Linked DNA regions of Sus scrofa: all the other regions are linked to region 1. Evidence: chromatin contacts called from public Hi-C and HiChIP or PLAC-seq data. All regions are on one chromosome and are shown on one strand. Each heading gives the region's core, a stretch centred on a gene start, on an enhancer-like site or on the middle of the called end of the contact. The rest is flanking DNA. Distances are from core to core; before and after follow the strand shown. Region 1 overlaps COLEC12 (collectin-12). Region 2 overlaps COLEC12 (collectin-12). Region 3 overlaps COLEC12 (collectin-12).

Evidence for each region. A called contact is a pair of places that touch in the nucleus more often than the background predicts. HiChIP or PLAC-seq counts read pairs in DNA pulled down with a chosen protein or histone mark.
Region 2: a contact with region 1 is called in a Hi-C map of skeletal muscle, with 4 times the contacts expected there. The contact joins two enhancer-like sites. A contact is called at or near these places in 3 of 47 Hi-C or Micro-C datasets (embryonic fibroblasts, epiblast stem cells and skeletal muscle) and 2 of 2 datasets of contacts at active chromatin or transcription factors (alveolar macrophages and skeletal muscle).
Region 3: a contact with region 1 is called in an H3K27ac HiChIP or PLAC-seq map of skeletal muscle, with 2.8 times the contacts expected there. The contact joins two enhancer-like sites. A contact is called at or near these places in 2 of 47 Hi-C or Micro-C datasets (embryonic fibroblasts and heart right ventricle) and 2 of 2 datasets of contacts at active chromatin or transcription factors (alveolar macrophages and skeletal muscle).

Annotation. Positions count from the first base shown.
Region 1 is chr6:105,852,924-105,857,431 of Sscrofa11.1, reverse strand. All of the region lies in intron 2 of COLEC12 (collectin-12), which reads right to left. Among named protein-coding and RNA genes, the nearest start is that of COLEC12, 47 kb to the right of the region's middle. Within about 2 kb of position 1,756, at least 35 of the 83 cell types and tissues checked have an H3K27ac peak or open chromatin away from gene starts, as enhancers often do. A contact at or near this core is called in skeletal muscle, where this site is marked.
Region 2 is chr6:105,960,941-105,965,448 of Sscrofa11.1, reverse strand. The region is part of intron 3 of COLEC12 (collectin-12); the gene reads right to left. Among named protein-coding and RNA genes, the nearest start is that of THOC1, 76 kb to the left of the region's middle. Within about 2 kb of position 1,873, at least 5 of the 83 cell types and tissues checked have an H3K27ac peak or open chromatin away from gene starts, as enhancers often do. A contact at or near this core is called in skeletal muscle, where this site is marked.
Region 3 is chr6:105,938,606-105,943,113 of Sscrofa11.1, reverse strand. The region is part of intron 2 of COLEC12 (collectin-12); the gene reads right to left. Among named protein-coding and RNA genes, the nearest start is that of THOC1, 98 kb to the left of the region's middle. Within about 2 kb of position 1,988, at least 18 of the 83 cell types and tissues checked have an H3K27ac peak or open chromatin away from gene starts, as enhancers often do. A contact at or near this core is called in skeletal muscle, where this site is marked.

The DNA of each region.
Region 1 (4,508 bases), core at 507-3,006:
ACTGAGGTTGGCCAGAAAGGACTTGCTATAGTCAGATTTTGAGTTTGATTTTCAAAGAGATGAAGGGTACACAGTGGCTGGAAGCATCTTTGAAGATCCCAGATGTCCTGATCTTACTGATGCCCAAGCACCCCCTCCCCCACCAGCAGAGTCACCTTTTGTGATCACAGACCACACATTACTGTTCAGACCCGTGCTTGTAAGCCAGCAGAAATCACTGCTTCCCATTCCGTGATGATGTGGGAGCTCAGCAGGAAAGCCCCACTGGAAGATAAATAGAAATGAACAGCACAGGGATGGGATAACATAAAAATAGCAGTTTAAGTGACACAATACTTAAGTGTATCAGGCACACCCAAGCAGGGTGTGAAATCAGACTTGTGCGTCAGCCCTCAGGTGGGATTACAGAACTTGTGGCTGAAGCCTGATTGGTTTAAGAGGGTCTTGCAATCCATTATATGGAGCATTTTTCTACTTTTCTGAATTGAACACAGCCACAGGTTTGAGCAACATCACCTGACTCCCACATCTGGCCCATCTCATAGAGGTGGGTGGTTCAGCATGAACATCTGGCAGGCGATCTGGACACACTCAGCCGGAATTCTCAGTGCAGAACTACGAGGCTGGCATGATGCTTCGCTGACTTCCATCTGGCACACGGCTGAGATCTCCAACCTTCCTGCAAAACTCAAACCCCTCGCTGCTCAGAAAGCACTGGGGGTTTGGACCAACTGTGTTCCGTGAGCAGCTTGCGCACCAAGCCAGGCCCACAGAGCTGAATCATTTTGCACAGGATGAGAAAAGTAGCCCAGAAACCTCCTCTGGAGAAACACTCAGGGTTGGCAGGGCTCCCCTCAGGGCCAGAACCAGTAGAACGACTTCTAAGTTACTGATGAGCTGTTCCCCACGCTTCCCTGGAGCCTTCCCACACTCAAGGCTCAAGAAGGTCACAAACCCACTTTGGGTTCGATGCCCTCACAGCTTACTGGAAACCCACTGGCAGCTGATGGAGTTGTTTGGAGAATAAACTACGTAATTTTCAAGATTTCCAAGAGGCACATTTTCGCTTCCGACAAAGAGGAGCTTCTGACTGGGCTGTGGGCAGCGGTCACCCCTCGCAACTCACTATTTTGATTCTGGAAGGATCGCACATGAGGATCAAAGGCTGTTGGGACGGCGAGATCAGCTTTCCAGCCAGAAAGTAAAAATACACCAGAGGTGGTAAGCAAGAGCTCTGCCTGCGTAATGCACAACGCCCTGTGGCGTTTCCCGGGGAGAGCCTGGAAAGGCCTTTGGGGGCTTAAATATTTCACTGCTTTTTGGTGGCCTTCACGGGCATTTTGTCAGGATGGCGGCTTGCTGGGGTCCCCTGCGCGCGCTCTCTTGGCAAGGATCAAGTCCCAGGGAGGTGACAGCTCGTCCTCTTAATGAGCCTTAATTAGATTATATTTAACAGCAGGGACTGCTCAGCGAGGCCCGCTGATCCACAGACAAGGAGAGGCTTACCCTTTAAATTACTAGGCCTGCCTGGGATTAGGGGGGCTAGTGGTGGAAATGCGCAGAGCCCCGTAAGCCAACAGTCCTTGGCCTGCTGACACAGCTGCGCCCGCGTACCCAGTCCCTAGCGCGCCGAAGGATATTCAGTTACAGGGAAGAAATCATAACAAAGACAGGAAACAGATCAGCACACTCTGGATTTAACACCCTCCCTGGGGAACTCGGCTGATTTTTCTAGGCTGCAGATGTTTTTAACCCTGCCTTGAAAGATGTCCATGTCACATGCTCAGGCTGATGGAGTCAAGCACGGTCCTTAAGCAACGCACACTTATTTAGAGAGCGTGGACCGAGTTATGCGGATGAGAGTTCCTCATCTCTGAAATGAAGGAGAGGGGGGGAACTGTTCGCATCGGCGGTAGAATCCTTTGGTGGAGTTTGTTTGATGGACACCCGCCAAGTCCAGGCTTTATTTACTTAACATAAGGTGCAAATGAAGCCAACTAAACCCGTCTATGAGGATCTAGTTCCTACAGTTGCAGCGTTTCTCAGCTGTTTCCCCCTTTCTGCTCTTCTCAGCACTCCACCCGGGGCGGGGAGGACGGGCCGGGTGGGGGGAGGTAGTGGAAGGAAAACAAGCCTTCTTCATTCAGCATCTGGAAACATCCCTGCCAACAAAAATGGGATCCTTGACCATTTTGAGTGTATGATTAAGGGGATGGCCTGTCTTACTGGCAGGATATGCATCGTTTTTCAAAAGTTACAGTAAGTTTGCAGGATTGGACATTTATCTTTTAAAATTCTTCTGAGTTACATAAACATGTCACAGGCGGCCTAAAGAAATGGCTGACCAGAGGCACTGCCTCTTCCTTGTGGCAAAAGGAATGGGCTGGATCCCACCAGTAAAGCACCCAGACCAGAGGACTATGAATGTGAAATAACCCTCAAGCCCAAAGCTGGAAAAAGAGAACAATGTTCAGCTCACTTATGATCTTTGGGAAAGGTTCGTAGGCAATTATTTTTCTGTTCTAAGTTTTCTTATTTGTAAAATTTTTAAGAATGCTGTCAACACACTCTGTCAAGACAAGACCAAACACTCTAGTACTAATTTCCTAAATGATCCTTGAAACATCCCGCTGAGGAGGTATTTTTATTTCTCCTGTTAAGGAAGCAATGATCATGTCAACTGCTACTGAATTAAGCCTCGTGTTTGAGCAGACATAGATCTCTGGTAATTTAGGGCAATTCTCCTTTCTCCTTGCAACCTTCTCCAAACAACTGAGAAGCCGTGAGGGTGGGCTGGGGAGGGGGAGAGGAGGAGAGGCTGCCTGCACTATCCAGGCCGGCCCTATGCTCTCCCTACAGGCACCAGTGAACCGTGGTCCTGACCACACAGCCCACCTTTCCAAAGGCAGGTCTCGGCTTCTGCGTAAAAGTGGCAGGTCAGGACCTAGGAGCTGATGATGACCTACGAGTGGCCTGGGCCATGCTAGCCAAGTTCCACCTGTTAAAAAGCCCCTCCTTGGAGTTCCCATCTTGGCTCAGCGGAAACAAATCTGACTAGCATCCATGAGGACGCAGGTTCCACCCCTGGCCTCGCTCAGTGGGTTAAGGATCCTGAGTTGCTGTGAGCTGTGGTGTAGGTCGCAGGCTCGGCTTAGATCCCGAGCTGCTGTGGGATCTAAAAAAAAAAAAAAGGCCCCTCCTTATTTCTGGGCTTCTTCCATCTAAATTTCCAACTAGCAGAATTTATGATCCCATGTGCGCACTACTATATATAAAATAGATAGGTGACAAGGACCCACTGCAGAGCACAGGTTAATCTACTCAATACTATGTAATAACTTATACGGGAAAAGAATCAGAAAAAGAATGAATAAATTTATATTCATAACTGAGTCACTTTGCTGCACACCTGAAACTAATACAACTTCCTAAGTCAACCATACTCCAATAAAATTTATTTAAAAAAAAAGAATTTATGATCCCAGATTCTTACCCCATACAACCACATCCCAAGATTTCTCTTTCCTGGGTGAAGTCTTTTCTCCCAGCTTCCTCTCTGCTCCACCCCGGTCCTTGATGGACCTCTCACCCCACATGCTGGGTACTCAGAGTTCTCCCTCGCCATCAGATTGGCTGGTGGACTCCGAGAGGAGCTTGGACCAATTTGGGATAGGATGGCTCTTAGGTGTGGGTGGAGAAATCCCTCTAAGATGTGAAGGTGCTAACAAAACTGCCTCTGTCCCGTCCATCTGCCCTAAGTCTCAAAAGTCAGGTGTTGTGTGTTTTTTGGGGGGGCTAAGCTGTGCCCTAATCACAAAAGTCTACTTTTTGTTGTTGTCGTTGTCTTTTTAGGGCTGCATCCACAGCCTATGGAATTTCCACGGCCAGGGGTTGAAGCAGAGATGCACATGCCGGCCTGTACCACAGCTGCAGCAATGCCGGATCGAAGCTGCATCTTCGACCTACACCACAGCTCACAGCAAGGCAGGATCCTTAACCCACTGAGTGAGGCCAGGGATCAAACCTCGTCCTCATGGATGCTAGTCAGGTTCATTACCGCTGAGCCACGATGAGACCTCTGACAAAAGTCTACAAATGAACAATCCACGGAAAAGTAAGAACACACACAGTGCCCGGCATGCATGTGCTGAATGAGTTTATGAGAGAAACTGTAAATCAAACAGCATTTCTCATGGGGAGAGCTCACAGGGGTGATGGGCCAGAAGACTGGAAGAGGTGGATGGGGGCCCAGTATGTAAACCCGAGTGGAGAAATGAGGCCCATTGAAGATAGTTCCATCTGCCTGAAACTCTGCTAAGGCCACATCCTTATCAGGAGACCCCAGACCAGCTTTCTCTGCACATGCAGGGCAGTGAGTATTGTGTGTGTGTCAGATGGCTTCTGTTTCCTCCTTTCTCTCCTTCGGGAAGCTTCACGGTGGACAGAAGTGAAGCCAGAGGCAGGATGGTTTCCTAACTCTCCCATGCCTCTCAGGTATAAGGTAGCAG
Region 2 (4,508 bases), core at 624-3,123, 110 kb before region 1:
TGAGAATAGCATTTAGTTGAATAATTATCGTTTTTTTAAAAAATGACTATAGAGACACAGAGATATAGTTATAATAATCTGCACCTGAGGGTCATCTGAAAGGCATGCATATTCCTAAGTCCCTGGAAACACCAAGGAACAGAATATCTCATCTGCATTTTAGCAAAGCTGCACTTAAAAAAATAATATGGGATGTTTACAAGTATAGGTTCAGTTTTTGATCCTCAAATCAAAACACATGCCTCCGTCTGTCCTCAAACCACACACAGGACCTTAAGTCCTGCCCTTTTTTCCTGGAAACCAAAGAAACCTCTGAATATGCTGACAGGCAGTCATTTTCTACCCTCTCTAATTTTTCTTCCATTTTACTTTTTAAAAACACAGAACTGTCACAGATAGATCATTCAGGTTTGCATAGAGTAAAAGGAATAAATACATTCATTAAAAAAACTGTTGTTTCTCTTTGATGCTAGGAAACTCTTTGCCCCACCCACAAATGCCAGTGAACTAGTAACTTGCACTGGGGTGTGAGTGTCAGTGTATAAAAATAGGATCTGGGTATATTCAGGCTAGCAAAGCTGGCAGCTGGCTACTGCGTAAAAACACCAGACTGATGGAGAGCCAGAAGTAACACTTGCCATAATAGCATGTAGCATTTTTGGGTTTTTGTTTTGTTTTGTTTTTCCTCTTAACTCATTAGCACAAATTTTCAGTCAGGAAAATAGTGGCAAAGCCATCTTCTCTGACCCTAGAAACTCCCTGTCTTTGGAGGAGACCTCAGTTTACAGACTTGTTCTCCTATGAGGAAAACAAGCATGTGACATAGAAGGGTCATTAGCAGTCTTTTGTCACAAGCTCCCCATTCTTGTAAAGTGTTCCTTGACAGATTTTTTTCCTTCAAAACATCGATGTTTTAGGTGTTATAGCTGGAGTGTTGCTCCTCACCCCACTTCAAGTACCTGAAGCCCACTTCTCTAGGATAATCTGACAATAATACCTTTTCTATAAAAACACTTTGGTATCATCCCCTGGCCTGGGCCACTAACCTCTTCTTTCTTCTTCTTGATTCCACCCATCCTTTCAAGTCTACTCCAAATCTCACTGGCCCATCATGCCAAGCCTTCTCTCATGAGCTGACTCCACACCAATAGGGCTTTTAATCAGAATGGCAAAAAACAAAAACAACAACAAAAACTTCTATTGATTGAATGCCTACTCTTTGCAAGGTGCAGCACATCCTCACTGCAGTTAATCCTTACAACTTTTATTTTACAGATGAAAAAAAAAACTGAGGCTCAGAGATGTTCAGTAACCTTCCCACAGTCACACAGCTTCTAAGTGACTAAGTGGGATACCAGGTCAGGAGAGAGATCTCACTCTAAAACCTACTTGTTTTATAATTCCACATGGCCTCTCATCAAGTATTTTTTTCCTAAATATGATTTCTTTCAAGAAAAGTCCCTTGGGGGGAAGGATTATATCTTCTTTATCTTCCCTTTACAGTCACCATCCTCAGATGTTTACCAATTATCTGTCATGTTTGTGGCCCAGGGCTTGACACAAAGGATACAAGAGACACAGCTCACAGCCCAGGCCCTGGGGACAGGGAACGAGAGCAGAACTCCTGCCTGGTGCTCACGAGGGTCTGTACCAGTCTGATTGTGGGAAACAAACCTCCCTCATTGGTATTTGGGACTTCCTGGTAATATCAGTTACGCTCCCTTAGAATGCAATAAAGACATTTCTACCTTGAACACTATTTCAGGTTTCCTTACAAAAATACAGAAGATCTGGTTATAGGGTGTTATCCTGGATTCTCACAACAGTGACTGTGCTCTGATGCACATCTGAAAGCCTACTTGCCCAGCTGTAATGGCCACTTTGGCAGAGCTAAGCAGCAAGGCAGACACCTATGACTAGGACTGTTGCCTCAGAGGAGGTTCCGAATGAGAAAGAGTCAGATGTCTGTCTTTCTTCTTTATCCTAATTACCTTAAGGTGGATGCCTGCTGGGCAGGACCACAGAGTAGGATTTTCCTGTTCAGGGAATGTTCTGGGGGAAAAATGACCCACTGAATTCAGGAGGTGGCTTCTACCATGGAAGCTCCATTGCCTTCTAATGAAAAGCACAGTGCAGAGGGTGCACCAAGCTGTAACTGTCCAAGAATGTGCTTTCTGTCAAGGGGCTGGCATGCCTCACGGTCACAGCCAGTGTCCTGACTGGTTTGGGTGACTCAGCAATCCTCCGACTTGTTCAGCAAATTCTCTGCAAGGAACTTAAGTTATATACTAACTTGTAGTTGCATAAGTGACATGAAAGGAGAAGTAAAGGACAGTTTTGAGGAAAACGCCATTGAGTTTAACTTTGATGAATAAAGGAGTTTCTATTTTATTTCCTTCCAACTTCTCCTTCAGAGAAACCTCTTCTTCCACTGAATATTTTCCTTCCTTCCTGTCTTTCTCTCTTGCTTTCTTTCCCTCCCTCCCTTCCTTCCTTTCTTTTTTAAAGTGGAGAGAGTTTCTCCAGACTTCAAAAGGAGATGTGTGAAGGGAGAACTTATCTTTCTACCTCTTACCATGCTGGGTCACCAGAATCTTATCAGCAAGAAAGAGGAATCATCATTCAAGTAAAGAGAAAACACATCTGGAAAATGTCAACATTTTAGTTCATTAAGGCTGTGTTTGAAGACCAAAATTGCATGTTGTATTATCTTATTTTTGTCAGTAGAGGCCTGAGGAATGGGAATCTTGAAGGAGAGAAAAAGGGGCAAGAATATCATCTTGTCTCCAACTTGTCTCACTCTCTCAATCTCTTCCCCCCTCAACCTCCTCCCCCTTCATCCTAGTGAGATGAAGAGGAAGCCAAGTGATCTTCAGAATTTTAGCTCCTAGGCAGTGTTCTGAGTTGCAGCAATTGGCTTAGAGGTCCTTGGGCTTCAGTTTATTGCTTTTACAGAAGTCAGCCCTAATCTACAATTCACCATCCATCCATCCATCCATCCATCCATCTTTCTTCTCATTAATTTATTCAGTAAACTTTATTGGGTACCTATTAAGGACCATCAGGCAGGGTGCTAGTGGGAGATACAAATAAAAAAGATAGTCTATGGTCTTTGTGGAGCTTTGGGTTTGGGTTGTGAAAGAGACCCACTGGCCATAATGATACAGTGTGATAGGGGCTAAGAGCAAAAAAGGATGCCACAGGGACCAGCAGGAGGGCACCTAACTCAGCTTTCAGAGGCTTCTTGCAGGACCTATGTCTAAGCAAGACAGAAAGGGAGAAAAATTCACAAAGAGAAAGGTGGAGAGCAGGGAGAAGGTGTTCCAGGAGAATGAACCAGCCTGTGCAAACATGCCAATGCTGAGAAGGGCTTTCTGATGTCATAAAAATGGAGTTCTCATTGTGGCTCAGTGGTAATGAGCCCAACAAGTATCCATGAGGAAATCTGGCCTCACTCAGTGGGTTAAGGATCAGCGTTACCATGAGCTGTGATGTAGGCCACAGATGTGGCTTGGATCCCGTGTCGCTGTGGCTGTGGTGTAGGCTGGCAGCTGCAGCTCCAATTCGACCTCTAGCCTGGGAACTTCCATATGCCATGGGTGCAGTCCTAAAAAAAGAGATTAAAAAAAAAAAAGGAGGAAATATTTCTACTTTAAAAACAAACAAACAAGAAAGCCCCTTCTTTTGGATCTTTTTATATAATTCTGAAGGCATAAAGATACTAGATCTTATTTCTTCTCAAAATACCACACAGAGGCATTTATTCAAACATTTCTCATCTCTGTTTACTTTCATGATTTCACACAGTGCCAAGCCCTAAAGATACCTATTCAATGGCCGTTGATTTCCAAAGTCTCCTTTATCTGAGTTCACCAGGAAAAGTCATGGAGACGTGAATAATAACCTCAAGAACCCAGCAGAGGAAGACAGCCAGGCTGAATTACCTGGGACATAAAATACCCAGCTTTCCCTAAGTTCTCACCCCTTCTCCCCTCTGTCCAGCCCTTGCCATGATTTAATAGCCTTTCTTAACACTTGCTCTGTTAATCCTAGGTGAGATTAACTCATCACAACTGGATAAAATGACTTGTTAATTTTCCAAATTTCCACTGCTCAAGTTTATCAGTCAACACACTACAAAATGCACACAGTTTTCCACAGTCATAGAAGTAGACTTAATAAGCCTTGACTATCCTGAGTATTTTTAACATGGTTGTGCCATTCTCATGGCAAGAGTATACAAATGCAGTTATGAAGAAGCAAGGAACAGAGGGACCAACCTTAGGACAGGTGGCTCAGTTACATCATTTTTGCTCATCCCAGTCACCTTGAAGAGTGGCATTATTATTGTCATTTTACAGATAAGAAATCAGAAACTCTAAAAGGTCATGATTCACACCCACAGCCGTGCAGAGAACTTAGCATGATGCCTGGCATGCCAGTGAGCACTTAATAAACACAGTTTTATTACAAATGGTGGACTCCAGAACTGGATAGGGACCATCCAG
Region 3 (4,508 bases), core at 739-3,238, 85 kb before region 1:
ACATCTGAGGATAAGCCTTTCCCACAGAAATGCATAGGTGCTGGCAAGTCGTCTGTCACATGGCCACACTTCTATCGAATAGATGGAGGGGCAATTCCATCAACAAACATCTCTTCCCTTATCTTTCCTCCCTCCACCTTATCCTTCTCTTGATTGTGTGGCCCAGGCAATACTTATCTGTGAGTCTCTGGGCCCAATCACTAATTCAGCACAGAAACACACTGTGAATCAGGAGTATAGATCGCAGTTATCTACTTAGCCACTTAAGTAGCATCATCAAGATAACCCAGTGCAGGAACTCCCTGGTGGCAAAGTGGGTTAGGATACAGCATTGTCACTGCTGTGGCGTGGGTTCGATCCCTGGCCCAGAAACTTCCACATACCGAAGGTATAGCTCCCTGCCCACACCCCCCAGACAACTCAAGGTAGAGAGGCAACAAAGGACAGAATCATCCAGCAGAGGGGAGGAAGGTGGACACAGATACAAGGGAAGTTGGGGAAGGTTCATCTGTTGCTAAAAACCAACAAGTACAATGTTGACAGTGGAGAAAGAAATGAGAACTTAAATAGTCTCAAAAAGTTGGCAACTGTCTGCATGGGAACCAACAGCAGGAGCAGCAGCTGTAGTGAACGAATCAGAAATGTCCTTTCAATCTGGCCTCATCTCGATCATGTCCCTCCCCTGATCAAGTTCTTCTGGTAGCTTCTCACAGAGATAAAGAGCTGAGGCCTGCAAGGCCCTATACCACCCCTGCCCCCTAAACATTCCCTCTCCGACCTCATCTCCTCTGCACCTCTCTCCTGCCACTCCAGCCACATTGGCCTCCTCGGTGCCTCTTGAACACACCAGACACATGGCCACAGGGCCTTTGCACTTGCTGTTTCCTCTGCCTGCGACTCTGACTCTTGGATACCCTTAGAGCTCTTTGTCTCTCATTTTTTTTTTTCAGGTCTTTTCTCAAATACATCCTGTTAGAGAGGCTTTCCCTAATCAACTCTTTGAAAATTGCAACTCTCCCCATTCTTCTTCGTTTTGTTTTTCTCTAGAGCACTTATAACCATTTAACATACTATGTAATTTACTTATCTTTTGGCCTCCCTCAACAAGAACAAGAATTAAGTTTCATGCAAATAGAGCATTTATGACTTGTATTCACTACTGTACCCCTGACGGTTAGAATATGGCTAGCACATTACCCACCTCAAAGGATTTTAGGAAGATAAAATGAGTTAAGACACAGAGCACACCTGAAAAGCCCAGGACGTACAATAACAATTATGTAAATCTTTGCTATGGTTTTGATTCTTGTTTTAACTTCATGACAAACCTAATGAATAGCTACTCTTATAACACCCATTTTACAGATATAAGAGACTGAAGCTCAAAGTAACCTTGAGGTTGCTCATTAGTAGCTGGCAGAACTAGGATTCAAACAGATCTTAACTCTATGTTCTGCACACTCATTTCCCTCCATGGGATAGAAGAGAGGCCGAAATCCATTCATTCTGGAACAAGCTCAAAGCCCGAGAAGGTTCCAGCCCAAGGAGGTGGGTGAGAGGGAATCAAGTTTCCAGAATTCAGAGACATTTCTGCTGCATGGATCTGGAATGGCATGTGGCATTCTGTTTACTTCCTAACTTCCCCCAAAAATGTAACAGAGCCGGCCAATTAAAAAATGTTTTCATGACCCCAGAAAATCCGTGTATGGGAGACATTTACTTTAAACAGTCATTCCACCATAACAGGAAAAAGAGGTAGAGCAGAGGAGTTTATTATAACAGCTGCTTTCATACCCCAAACAAGGTTTGGCTGTTTTTGGCCGGGCGTACTCTAGGGGAGTTGGCAAGAAGCTGACAGACTGCGTGAGTTTCCTTTCAAAAGATCGTTTTGCTTCCTTAGAAAAACCCACGACTGGACTGTCTAGTGTGAACTGCAGATGTTTGTTCCTCCTTTGCTCTCTGTCCCCTGGGGCTTCCATCCTACCCAGGCCGGACACGGGCCCGAGGCTGTGGAGAAGAGAGTGCGGGCTTTGGAACGGCAAGAACTCGGGTGGAGCCCAGCATTTCGTTACTAGCTGCTTAACTCTGAGACCTGGCAGCCCAGTCCACAGGGCTGTTAGGAGGATGTTAGTGAGGCAAATGCCATGCCTAGCACATCACCAGGCACCACTGGCCGCTATCATTAGGATGCAGTTATTATTATGCTTTAAATGTCTATAGGCTCGAGTCCTGATATCCTCCAAGGGCTCTCCTAAGACACGGCTTTTACAAAATGCACACGACATGAATGAAGTGCAATGCCCCTCCGGGGGGGCTTTTTCAAAAGTGACTTAATCTGCACCCCCTTCCAATGAAACCTGCAAAGCAGGCAGGAAATGGAAGAAGGAGAGACGCTAGGGTCACCCTGCATGTGTCATTCCTCGCGGAGTCCAAAGAAGGAGGAAAGGAAGGGAGAGAAGGGGACCTGATAGTGGCCTGGAGGGTAGGGCTTTGCTGGGCTTGACACTGAAAATGTGACAGGGAGCGAAGGGTCACATTCTGGGCCCCTAGGACCAGGGCTACGCTGGGCTGTCTCCTGCAAGCACAGCAAGTGGCTGAAACTGCTTCAACACCCATGGCTTCCCAATAGCAAAAAGCAACGAGCACATGGCACACTCTGCACATGGGAGGCAGAGGGGTCTGATGCCCATCATTCCAGCCTGTGACCCAACTCCTAAAGAATCCACAGAAGTGAGAACCAGACCTTCCAGCAAACTAGAAGATCCCAGGTGATGAGCGTATGCCCTGGATCCTGCAGGTTTTCAGATGGTACAGAGGCCACCTCCCTTCAGCTATGCTTGCTCTGCAGCAGCCAAGCTTAAGACCACTGACAGTGCAGGGCTTTGTGGTACAAGGTGATGAGCTTCCCATGGCATTGGGGAGTTGTGGGTTGGGCTAGGTTTGGGATCCAGGCTTGAGGAGAGGGAATCCTCAGCCATTGGCAGCTTTAAAGACCTAGTTTTAATTTCTTCCTTTTTAGGGCCGCACCCACAGCATATGGAAGTTCCTAGGGTAGGTGTCAAATAGGAGCTACAGCTGCCGGCCTAAGCCACAGCCACAGCCACGCAGGATCTGAGCTACATCTGTGACCTACACCACAGCTCACGGCAATGCCAGATCCTCAACCCACTGAGTGAGACCAGGGATCAAATCTGCGTCCTTATGGATACTAGTCAGGTTCTTAAGCTGCTGTGTCACAATGGGAACTCCATAGTTTTGATTTCAAAAACCTTTAATCCTTCATTTCTTCAGAGCCTGCACTTGGAGCCCTTGCCTTGCAAAGAAAGAGGGGGAAGCTGGTGAGCAGAACCATGGACGTGGATTCAGAGGTACCATCAGCTGGCACAGCAAAGCCCTCACTCCTGGGCTCCGGCCTGGCAGGGAGTGGGGGTGGGGAATGTGGGTGGGGCCTATACCCCTTCCCCAGTGAGAGGGATGTGGTATAATACAGACCTTAAAACACCCCACATCCCAAATACCAGCACGGCCAAAGGAGAATCTGTAATGGCCAAAGATCATCTGCAGCCCAACATCATATCCAGGGGTGATATTCCACATCTTTAATAAATGCCCTGCAGGGCACTGATGACCAGCAGGGATGCCCTGTGGTGCTCCCAGCTGAATAGCTGCTCTGCCCGCCCCAACAGAGATGTTTTAAAAACATTACGGCAACTCCTCGGAGTGGAATATCCCAGCAGAGCCAACACACTTTCCACTGTTGACTGGGAGCGTGGGCTGCCTGGCGCTCTTCCTGGAGAGCACCCTCCTCCACAGCAGCCTGGCCACACAAAGCTGATGGGATGTCAGAAGATGGATTCCCTGCCCCAGCTGGGAATTAAAAACTGTCACAAAAGCAGACAGACGGCTGGCTATTTTAAGTCGCTCCTCTGGTTAGGGAAAGCAGCCATAGGGCAGGTGCCAGGGCTCAGAGAAGATTCTTCCAGTCCCGTGAAACTGTGTAAAAACCACAAGGGCACCGCTTTAGGAACCAAAACACTCAGATGTGACAGCCGCAGGTCCTTCGGCTGGAGACCAACATCGGGTCCTGCAGGGTGTGGCCAATGAGGGAGAAAGAAGGAGGGCACCCTGCCCACCAGGAGCTCACGCTGAGCGAGGTCTTGGCAATTCACGTAAAGTCAGAGATGACCAGCTCCCTCCTCGGAGCAGTCCGTCCTGCTTCCTGTGGGGACGTGGGGAGCCAGGAGGTGTATGAAGAGAACCGTATTTGTTTTTTCAACACTTTTCCAACACCAGATGCTTCTTCCCAACTGATTTCCCCTTGTCCTTTTTACTTTTAGACCATCACCTTCTCCGTGCTTGCCTTGCTTTCCCTCCTTCCCCACATGCCTGCCCTCCTCCGCCGTCCTTTTCGTTCTTAGCGGCTGAACTTTTTCCTCTGGTTCTTTCTTCCCACCAGAGGCCTGGAAAACCTGACGTCCCAACCATCAGAAGGAAATCTGCATTCCCTT